Linked DNA regions of Rattus norvegicus: region 1 is linked to region 2. Evidence: chromatin contacts called from public Hi-C data. All regions are on one chromosome and are shown on one strand. The core of a region is the stretch at or near the end of the contact, and the rest is flanking DNA. Distances in the headings are between cores, read along the strand shown. Region 1 overlaps LOC102549737 (a long non-coding RNA gene). Region 2 holds the start of Rb1cc1 (RB1-inducible coiled-coil 1).

Region 1 (4,935 bases), core at 2,398-4,897, 37 kb before region 2:
GTATGATGAAAACTAAATGATGTGTTACTCGATGTGGAATTCAGCATTTTTTGGGTTTGATGTGTCTTTAGGTTTATTGTTTAGGGGTTGGCTTTTTTTGGGGGTGGTTAGTGTTGGTTTTGTGTGTATGTATGTGTGTTGTGTTGTTGTTTTGTTTGTTGTTGTTTTTAGAAACATCCTTTACATTTTCTTGAGATGGGATGTCTGGATGTACCCAGGCTAGCCTCAAACTCTCCATCCTTCTACATAGTTAAGTGCTGGGATTATGGCTGAGCCCCATTTTGCATAGCACAAAGTCATCAAATGTGACATCATTGCTATTGGGAGCATCCGGGTTACGTGACTCCATCACTGATGAATTAGGAAGCATACAACCTCATGGTCACACATTCTTACCAAAATTAATCAAGCTTAAACTAAATGCATCCTACCCAGCTTTCAGGAATAGTTAAAAGATATCAAGAGGGACAAGAGACTCCATTTTAAACAAACAAAGACCACCATAAAACAAACAACAACAGAAAAAATAAAACCTAAGAAAATATAGGAAAATACAGGAGATCTAGAAGACAAATTTCATTTTCAAAAGTTCTGATTAAAGAAAATGATGGTGAAGCAGTATGAAAATATAAATAAATAATTTTAAATTATTTTGTTAGTAGAATGAATATATCAAATTCAAGTTTAGGGAACTGTGGACATACCTCAGAGGTATATAAGGTCTTCCATAACCAGTCCTTAGTAAAAGCTGAGTGGCTGACAAGTGAAGGAAGGAAGGTCTGGCCCTTTCTTTGGAGAAGATTTCTGTAGACTAATGATTAATCACTAATAGCTACTAGCATTGACAGAATACGTTTTTCAAGAGATTAGCTCTGTAGTAGTATTCCGAGTAACACACAGCATTATGAAATGGGTATCTTTATCATCCTTTCTTGTTGTGGTTTCTTTCACTTATTTATTTGGGGTTTTTTTTTTTTTTTTTTGGAAGGGAGATAGGGTTTCAGATGACCTGGAACTTTGACTGAGATGACCTTGAACCTCTATCCTCTACCTCTCAAGTGCTAGGAATATTAGCATGCATTGTCATGCCAAGCTTCACCTCTTTTTATAGATGAGGGAAGATTTGGAAAGGTCAACTCCTGTGGAAGGTTCCAACTTTGTAGTAGCTTCCAGTGCAACACACAGGCTTTGAATCCCAGTTCTACAACCTTTTTTTTTTTAAATGATTCATTTTATGTATATGAGTACACTGTAGCTGTCTGCAGACACACCAGAAGAGGGCATCAGATCCCATTACAGATGGTTGTGAGCCACCATGTAGTTGTTGGGAATTGAACTCATGACCTCTGGAAGAGCAGTCAGTGCTCTTAACCGCTGAGCCATCTCTCCAGCCCTCTACAACCTTTTTGTATAACACAAAACCCTCCATAGAAGAGATATTCATTAGTGCCTACTGTAAATATAGAACTATACCACAGGGCCTTACCTACAATAAAGAACTGGTGACTAGCCAGATAATAATCCTGAGTCAAAGTTTGTGGTTCAAGGGGCTCCTGTGGACATCCCCCCAAAACCAAGGCTGACACTAGGCTGACAGAAGGGTCCCATTACATAGGACAACATCCACACAGCTCATTGAATGCAGAGAGGTTGAACTGGTGCCTAAATGGAAACTTCACCCCTATGTTCTAGTTTCTAGTATAGGAAGGTACTCTTCAGACTACTGAAGAAGAAACCTGAACACCTACCCAGCCATATATACAATATACAATCTGTCCTACCTGCAAGAATTGCTGGAGCTAGTGACTCAGAACTTTGGGAGTGGCCAACCAATGAGTGGTTTAACTTAAGACCCATGCCAGCAGAGGGAGCCCCTGTCCAACTCTATCTGGGTGGCCATCCCAGAAACTTAGGATAGAGCCAAGAAGGACTGGCAATAATAATAATAATAATAATAACAACAACAACAACAACAACACTGATTCCTAATGATCTTCTACTATACTCATAGATTGATCCTTGTCCAGTAGTCATCAAAGAGGCTTCCTCTGGCAGCAAAGGGAAGCAGGTACAGAGACCCACAGCCACACATTATGAGAAAAAGCCTATATTACTGGGTCCCCCACTCAGAACTCAGGAAACCCTATGGAAGAGGGGAGGAAAGACTGTAGGAGTTAGATGGGATGGAAAACACTAGGAGAACATGACCCACCATTCAGCTAAGCAGGGTTCACATGGACTCATAGACTGAAGTGACAAGCTCTAGTCTGCATGGGTCTACACCAGGTCCTCTATGTATATGTTATGGCTGTTAGAGTAGTGTATTTGTAAGATTTCCAACAGTGGGATCTGGAGTGTTTGACACTTCTGCCTGTTCTCAAGACTCATTTCTTCCTATTAGATTGTTCTGTTCAGCCTGCAGTGTCTGAGGATTTTTGCCTTGTATTGTTATCTCTTGGAGGCCTACTACTTCTTGAAGGAAAATGGTGGGCAAGAGGAGGGGTGGCTACTGTTTCCACTCTTACTTCTGAAGCAGATGAAACCCCCAATGCAGTACCCTGCCCTGCCGACCTGCAGCTTCTGTTTCCATTTCTAGGCCCAAAGCAGAAGCAGAAGGACTGTAGGCCCTATCCTTCCCCTCTGCTGGGCCCGGAAAGGATTATACCTGTATGATCCATTTAGTGTAACAGATCTTTACCATTGGAAAACCACCTGAAATTACTGCCAACAAATTCTTCTCACTCACTATAAAAAGAAAGAGAGAGAATCCTAGCAGAAGCAGCCAAGATACTGCTCAAATTATACACTCTTGACAATGATCTCAGAATGGAAGCAATTGACAAGGCTCTGTCCAGAAGGATAGAGTTAGGTTAGGACTATGGGACAGAAAGTCTTCCAGTGAAAGTCACCAGGCTCTACTGGAGGGCCTCAGGATTACAAACCTAATCCTTCTAAAATAGGTTATAAAAGAGCGCTCAGAAGAACTCAGAAACACCTTCGGTGTTTCCTGAGTGCTTTCAGGAGGCATATTGGCTATATACTACTATAGATCTGGAGGACTCAGCAAATCTGAAAAACACTTAACCTGGCCTTTGTAACCCAGTCAGCCTCAGATGTATGGAAAAAAAAATACAAAAGATGGGTGAGTTTGTAAGGAAGAATAGGTCAAAATTATTAGAAATAATCCAAGGAGTGTTTGACAATAGAGACAGCGAAGGTTTTCAATAAAGAAAATGAATCGGCACCACATGCTCGTGGCACTTCCAACAACAGATGAGCCTTCCTTAACCAAAACCAGTCCGGACTCTGGAAGAAAAGAGGCCATGGCTCCTTCCGTTTAGGCCCCTGGTAAACTATGGTAACCACAGTTGCTTACCTGCAAACTCCTTGTAGATGGAGGAGCAGCATATATGGTGTTACTGAAACCCTTGAGACCGCTTAACAAAAAGAACAATGGAAGTGCAAGGGGTGACAGAAGAAATTTAAAACAACAATTTGACTACAAAACCGACTATGGATTTGGGAACTGTGACTCATTCTCTTGTTATTCCTGAATGTCTGTTTCCTTTGCTGGGGAGAGATCTGAGTAAGTTCCATGCAATTTGTTTTAAGGTTCAGGCGAGAAGCCTAAGATACAAATAGGGAATTTAGTCACAGCCCTGACTGTCACCTTCCCCTTAAGAAAGGAATATATCCTCCTCCAAGGCCCAACCCTAGATCCAGACAAGGAACTAAAGGAGATTTTGATAAAAGATGTTCTTACTGTCTGGGCTGAAGATAATCCTCCTGCCCTGGCCAAACATGTGTCCCTGATAATAGTACAACTGATTTCTAGGGCACAAGGTTAAACAGTACCCTATAAACTCCAAGGCCAGGGAAGGGATAAGGACCCACATCAGATACTTGGTTGAGGCAGGAATAGTCAATCAATGCCAGTCATCGTGGACCACTCTTTATTACCAGTTCAAAAACCAGGAACCCAAGAGTATATACTGGTAGAAAAATTAAGGGATATTAACAGGGCGATGCAAACTTTTCACCTGGGGCTGCGAAGATGGCTTAATGACTAAGAACACTGGTTGCTCTTTCAGAGGACACAGGTTCAAACCTCAGCACCCACATGGTAGTTCACAACTCCATGTATCAGGTCTAATTCCAATCCCAGGGGATATATTTCCTCTGCTCTGCTCTTCAAAATACACATGATGCATACACACACACACACATACACACACACACACACACACACACACACACACACACACACACGAACAGGCATAACATTCACACATGTAAAATAAAAGAAACCTACTTATGAAAAGAAAGAAACTTACCACCCAACTGTTTCCAATCCCTTCAGTTTGCTCAGAATGTGACCATCTGAACATGAGGTCTATACTGTGCTTGATTTAAAAGATGCATTTTTATCCATTCCTCTGTCAGAATTAAGTCAGCCCATCTTTGCATTTAATGAGTGGACCATAAACTTGGAATAGTTTGGTTGCATCCCTGGACAAGGACTGAGGTGTATATTTTACATATAAATGCAAGCCTGACCTCAGGTTCTCCTAGCATCCCTTAATTCCTTTCTGGCATACCATGGCCCCAACCCTGAGCTTTCCAGATCAGGGATTGGGCTGCCCTTTCCCAAGAGGCTCTTCCCTACCCAATCCAGACATTTTAGTCTCCTTGCTCTCCTTCTCTTCTCTCTCTGTGTGCACACTCTTTCTCACTCCCCACCCCCAACTCCTCATGGTGACATCTTTGGCCTCATGAATGTTGGGATAACTGACTCAGACACAATTATCTCAGGGAATCTTTGATGAGGCTCTTAACCAGGACTCAAACTGTTTCTCAGTGAGTATCCAAAGGATACCTTACTCCACTATGTGAATAAAGAGGCTTATTTAGGGCTACTCAAGGTCTCTTTAGAAC
Region 2 (4,774 bases), core at 2,133-4,632:
CAAGAGTGCCTGACAACTGACTTACGATCTTGTAAAAAGTATCCTGTATTAGAGCGCTTTGCCTGAACTATACACACGCCTGGTTCCCAAAGAGGTCAGGTTGGTAACTCATGCTCTGGAAGTGGAGTTAGAGATATCTGTCAGTGACTAGGTGGGTACTGGGAACCAAATGGTCTTCTGCAAGACCATTAAGTCATCTTAACCATTGACCTGGCTCTGTCCTTCCAGCATAACTGATCAATTTATACTTTAAAGTATAATGCTATTCAACATTACCTTAAATTAGGGTAATAGCACTAAGTTTAAGAAATAACAAATACATGTTTTTGAACTGAATTTCAAATTAGGCAGAGCTGAAAAAATTTAGGTGTTTCCCAGTATCCTTAAGGAATTTTTGTTAAGAGACGCCATAGGAACTTGTTGCAGTTTGTTTTACAACGTGTAACAGGTATACCATAGTCTTGTCTTTAAATGTCTGTGTAGCTAAGGATCCTAATCTTCCTCTGCTTCCCAAGTGCTCAGCGATCCGTGCAGTTCTGTTTGAGTGGCCCCTGTATTACTACTTGTGGCCTTTGAGACATCCGACGGCAAGAATATTTCATAGAAACTTACTTGGCCTTAAATATTAAAATTTAGTTTTTAGTGATATTTAATATTTACAGTTTATTGAGTTCTGTAAATGACCTATAATTGTGTCAATTTCTTCAGAATCCTATAACTTTAAAAAATTCATCCAATTTAAAGATTTATAGGAAGAGGAGAATTTAATCAAGTATAGTGTGAGATGAGTTGGTACCTAATCCCAATTCAGACAAGATTTGTTGTGGTATGTACAAATTTTATCCATCTATAAAACAAAACCACTGAAAAATCCTTAGGAGGGAGAGAGACATAATTGTATGGTTTTTGATAGAAAAATAATGAAGGGTAATACGAGGCCAGCCAGAAGCACGGGTCTTGAGCAAGTTGCAAGTAACAAGGTGCAAAAGTTAGTACTAAATGGATATCATTAGTCAGGCAGCAGGGTTAAAATTTAAAGGGGAGCTTACAATCAGCATGTTAGACATTTAAAAGATCAAGAGTTACAGATGTGTCAAGTAAAGACTAGGAGACAGATTAAAATTGAGAAAAAGATTTAAAATTTCAAATGATTTGAAGTACTCAGGTAGATTGCATAATCCCTCCACACTTCTGAAAGAAAAAATGACTTTAAAAATTATATTTATCAATTCAATTATTGATTTTATGTGTGTGCACACGCCATGTGGAGGAATGGAGTCAGCTCTGTTCTTGGTAGGATGCACCTTTACTTATTCTCCTTCCCTTAAAGTTCACTGAAACACTGACAGATACTAACTTTAAAAAAGTTTAGTGGAGGCCAAGAATGAGAACTTTTCTTATCTTACAAAGAACCTAATCTTTGCATCACCCAGTGTATTCTAGTTGATAATCGGGAAAAGAATCCAGTAAAATGGATGGGGGATTATAAGCAACAGGAAAGAGATAACCCAGGAAGGGGAATGAAGAATGGCCCATGCATCAGTAAGTTTAAATATTTCAGCACTCTCTATGAAAGACAATTCTAAGGTCCTTACATCTGTCTGTAGTTTCATTGAGAAAAGCCCAGAAGCCAAACATCAAAGTGGATTATGACGCTTCACGTGGTGATGCAGGAGGAGTTTGTTCTCGATGATTATAGAGAAGGGGGGAAAATAGCTTGTGACAGAAAACTCATGGACATGCATGATCAGTAACATTTATCTTCTGTGTACTCAAGTTTATTTAGCAGAACTCATATCACATTTTCACTTTAGTCTTAGTGAATAGTTTGAGATGCATATAGATTTTGAACATTTACATCGGAGTATAAAGTAACAGACATTTGTTGTAACAGTTTCCCAAAGAAGTCAGGGACATCATGAGATATGTGGTGCTTTAACATTTGAAACTGGAGTGTATCTCTCCTGATCAATGCCACTGATTAACTGTGAGGAAACGAAGCTCTTTAGTGCTCTTTTAGTGTGTATGAACTTCAAGTATGGTTCTCGTCTACGATGTCAGTCCTAGGATGAAACTGAGGTGGTTAGTTTTGGTAGTCAGGAGATGACCTCTGGGTCATCTCACTAGCCCTGATTTTTCCTTTTTCTGTGTAGCCTTGGCAGTCCTGGAGCTCACTCTGTAGACCAGGCCTCCCCCTCTGAGTGAAGGGATTAAAGGTATGGGCTGCACCTCCGGGCCAGCTTTGTTTTTCGAAGTTTCTAGCTAGACTGAGATAGGCATAGCTTACATGTGCTAATATAGCAACAGTTTTTCTTGTTTTAGTCTTGCCAATTCACTACTTTCCTGGTGCACAATAATTGAGCCCCCCCCCCCTTTTGCTGGTGTAATGTACTAAAATTCCAGTTTGGAAAAAATACTCAATATGTATGAGTGTGGTCAAAAACCATGAAGACAACATTTTTTTCCGGGGATATAGCAGAAGTGCAGAGTTAAAAACAAAGTGAGATAAACAAGAGCTCCTCTCCAAACAACTCTGAAACTCAGCAAATGTTTCCTAGTGTATTTCACAATAAAGAGCTGCAGATCTCTATTAGTTTAATACTCCTCATGTCTCATATTGCTAGGAACCACTCATGGTTGGCTTAGAGAGACCATTCCTAAACTTTTACCTCTTTCAGATATTCCTGGAAATAGTAATTTAGTACCTGTTTATGTCACATAATTGATTAGTCTGCATGTAACATCTGCTCATCAAATTTTAATACTCAAGTTTTGTAGCTTCAAGTCCTTGCCTGAGCCTGAATACAAATGCAACATTCTCCCAAGCTGACATTCTCTTATCTAATCTTGATGTTGTTGACCCATATCGAATTCCGTATTGTACGGTCGTGCCGATTAAAGTCCAGTACACTTTGCTTCGGTTCTTCTCTTTTGGACGTGGTCTTTACTTACCTGGTCTGACTTTGTGCTGCCCCACCCTTGCAAAGATGCCTGGCATACTTTCGGAGTTGCCTGCCAACCAGGCAGTAGCGGTACCGGTGGCCCAGGTGACAGTCGGCTGACCTCCGGGCGGCCGACGAGGGCCCCAGAGCTGTACTGGTGCTCACTCTTCAGCCTCCCGCTCCCCTGCTGGGACTGCTCCAGGTTTGGCGGGGTCGGTCTGCCCGGGCCAGAAGGTCACGCTCACCTTGAGGCCGTCCACGGCAAGCACCGAAATACCTTCCAGGGTCAGGGAAGGACAGACATGTCACTAGCCAGAGACTTCGCTCGCCGGCCGAGCCGCGCCCGTCCGGGAGGCCCAGTGACTTCCGGATCTGCGCAGACGCCTGGGTCTCCCCTCCCCCGGCAGGCTGTTTCCCGGCGTGCTCTGCGGCGGAAAGGCCGAGTCGACAATAACAAACCCCACGGCGGCCGCGACCCAACCCTGCCAAGCTCCCAGTGCCTCGGCCCGCGGACTCGAGTACCCGCGCGGAGCCGAGGGGCCGGAGCAGCGGCTGCGCCCTACTCCCATCCCGCCGGACCTCCGGGCTTAGCCGGGTGCTCGGCGGCCGGGCGCCGACGGTTGTGTCGGTTGGCGGCGCCACAGGGGCGGTTGGTAGCCGCCGCCGAGGCCAGGGCGGCGGCAGAAGATGGTGCGGGGGTCCGCCGGCTGTGTTGCTGCCGCGGGCGGAGGAGGCGCTGCCGGGTAAGTGCCTTCCCTGTTCCCATCTGGCGGCGGGCTTCTCAGCACCTGACGGGATCGCCCGAGCGTCCGTCGGCGCCGGTTCCGAGGGTCACGGCGCCAGCCCTACGGGGACCGTGAGGCCGGCTGGCTGCTGACAGGATCGCGGGAGCCGCAGGGCGCTGGTGCTCACCGGAGGCCTGAATTGCGGCCTCCGTCTCCAAGGCTGGCGCACTGGAGTGTCCGGCCTGGGAAACCGGAGAGGGTTTGGGCCAGGGCCGGAGTGCCCAGAGGGGAGGAACCTAGAGGTGATGTCTTTGTCCCGACCCCGGAGTGCAAGCATCGGTGTAAAGTTACTCCTTGGAATGACTCAGCCTCGCTCGCCCCACGAATGGATTTGGAGTAGGGGGTTTATGCGGGTTCCAAAACTTGGTACAAATGACAGCTTCCGAACGTGGTGTCTATACTTTCTCTAGAGTGGTGGATGTCCTGTGGTGACTGCTTATGGTTTCGTAATCCTGTCCTTTCCGTCATGAGTCTTTAAAGTGTGATCATTCCATGAACTGGTTGGTATAGGCCTGATGCTACAGAACACTCGTGCACTCACTTATTGATAAAGTCTCTGCAAGACATTCAGTTGGGTGGGGATGTTGACACGTCTATTATGAGCGTTAAAAACTTCCATTTTGCTAACCATTTTCTGTAAATAACTGATGAGACTTACTTATCTGAGGGTTTGCACAGCTAGCAGTTTAGAAGCAGCCTAAAAATGCACCGGCTTGTGTGTGCTCATGTTACTGTATTTCAGTAGGTGGGGTTTTTTTGTTGTTGTTTTTGTTTTTTGTGTTTTGGGATTACTGGATAAGTGGACTGCTGCTATGCGAGAAATATTTTATTACAAAATATGGCACAAATATCACTTTCCAATTAGGTTTTTGTCTTTTTTTTAGTGTTTATCTCTGTTTTAAACGTTAGCCTAGGGCTAGAACATAGCTGCTCTATTCATCTCAGCATTCCAGGAGACTGAGACAGAAAGATGGCTTTAGGCTATTTGCATTACACAGTAAGTTAAGGTAGTCTTGGGAAACATAGTGAGAATATGTCTTGAAAAAA

What was found. Hi-C and Micro-C count contacts between places; a contact is called where the count stands out from the background.
Region 1: a Hi-C map of the A7r5 cell line shows a contact between it and region 2, with 2.4 times the contacts expected there. The contact joins the enhancer-like site here to the promoter of Rb1cc1 in region 2. A contact is called at or near these places in 2 of 12 Hi-C or Micro-C datasets (the A7r5 cell line and hepatocytes).

What each region holds. Positions count from the first base shown.
Region 1 is chr5:18,048,438-18,053,372 of GRCr8, reverse strand. The region is part of intron 1 of LOC102549737 (a long non-coding RNA gene); the gene reads right to left. Among named protein-coding and RNA genes, the nearest start is that of Rb1cc1, 38 kb to the right of the region's middle. Within about 2 kb of position 3,647, at least 4 of the 93 cell types and tissues checked have an H3K27ac peak or open chromatin away from gene starts, as enhancers often do. A contact at or near this core is called in the A7r5 cell line, where this site is marked.
Region 2 is chr5:18,011,042-18,015,815 of GRCr8, reverse strand. It overlaps Rb1cc1 (RB1-inducible coiled-coil 1), which reads left to right and starts at 3,382. Exons shown (of 24, transcript NM_001107901.1): 1 at 3,382-3,685.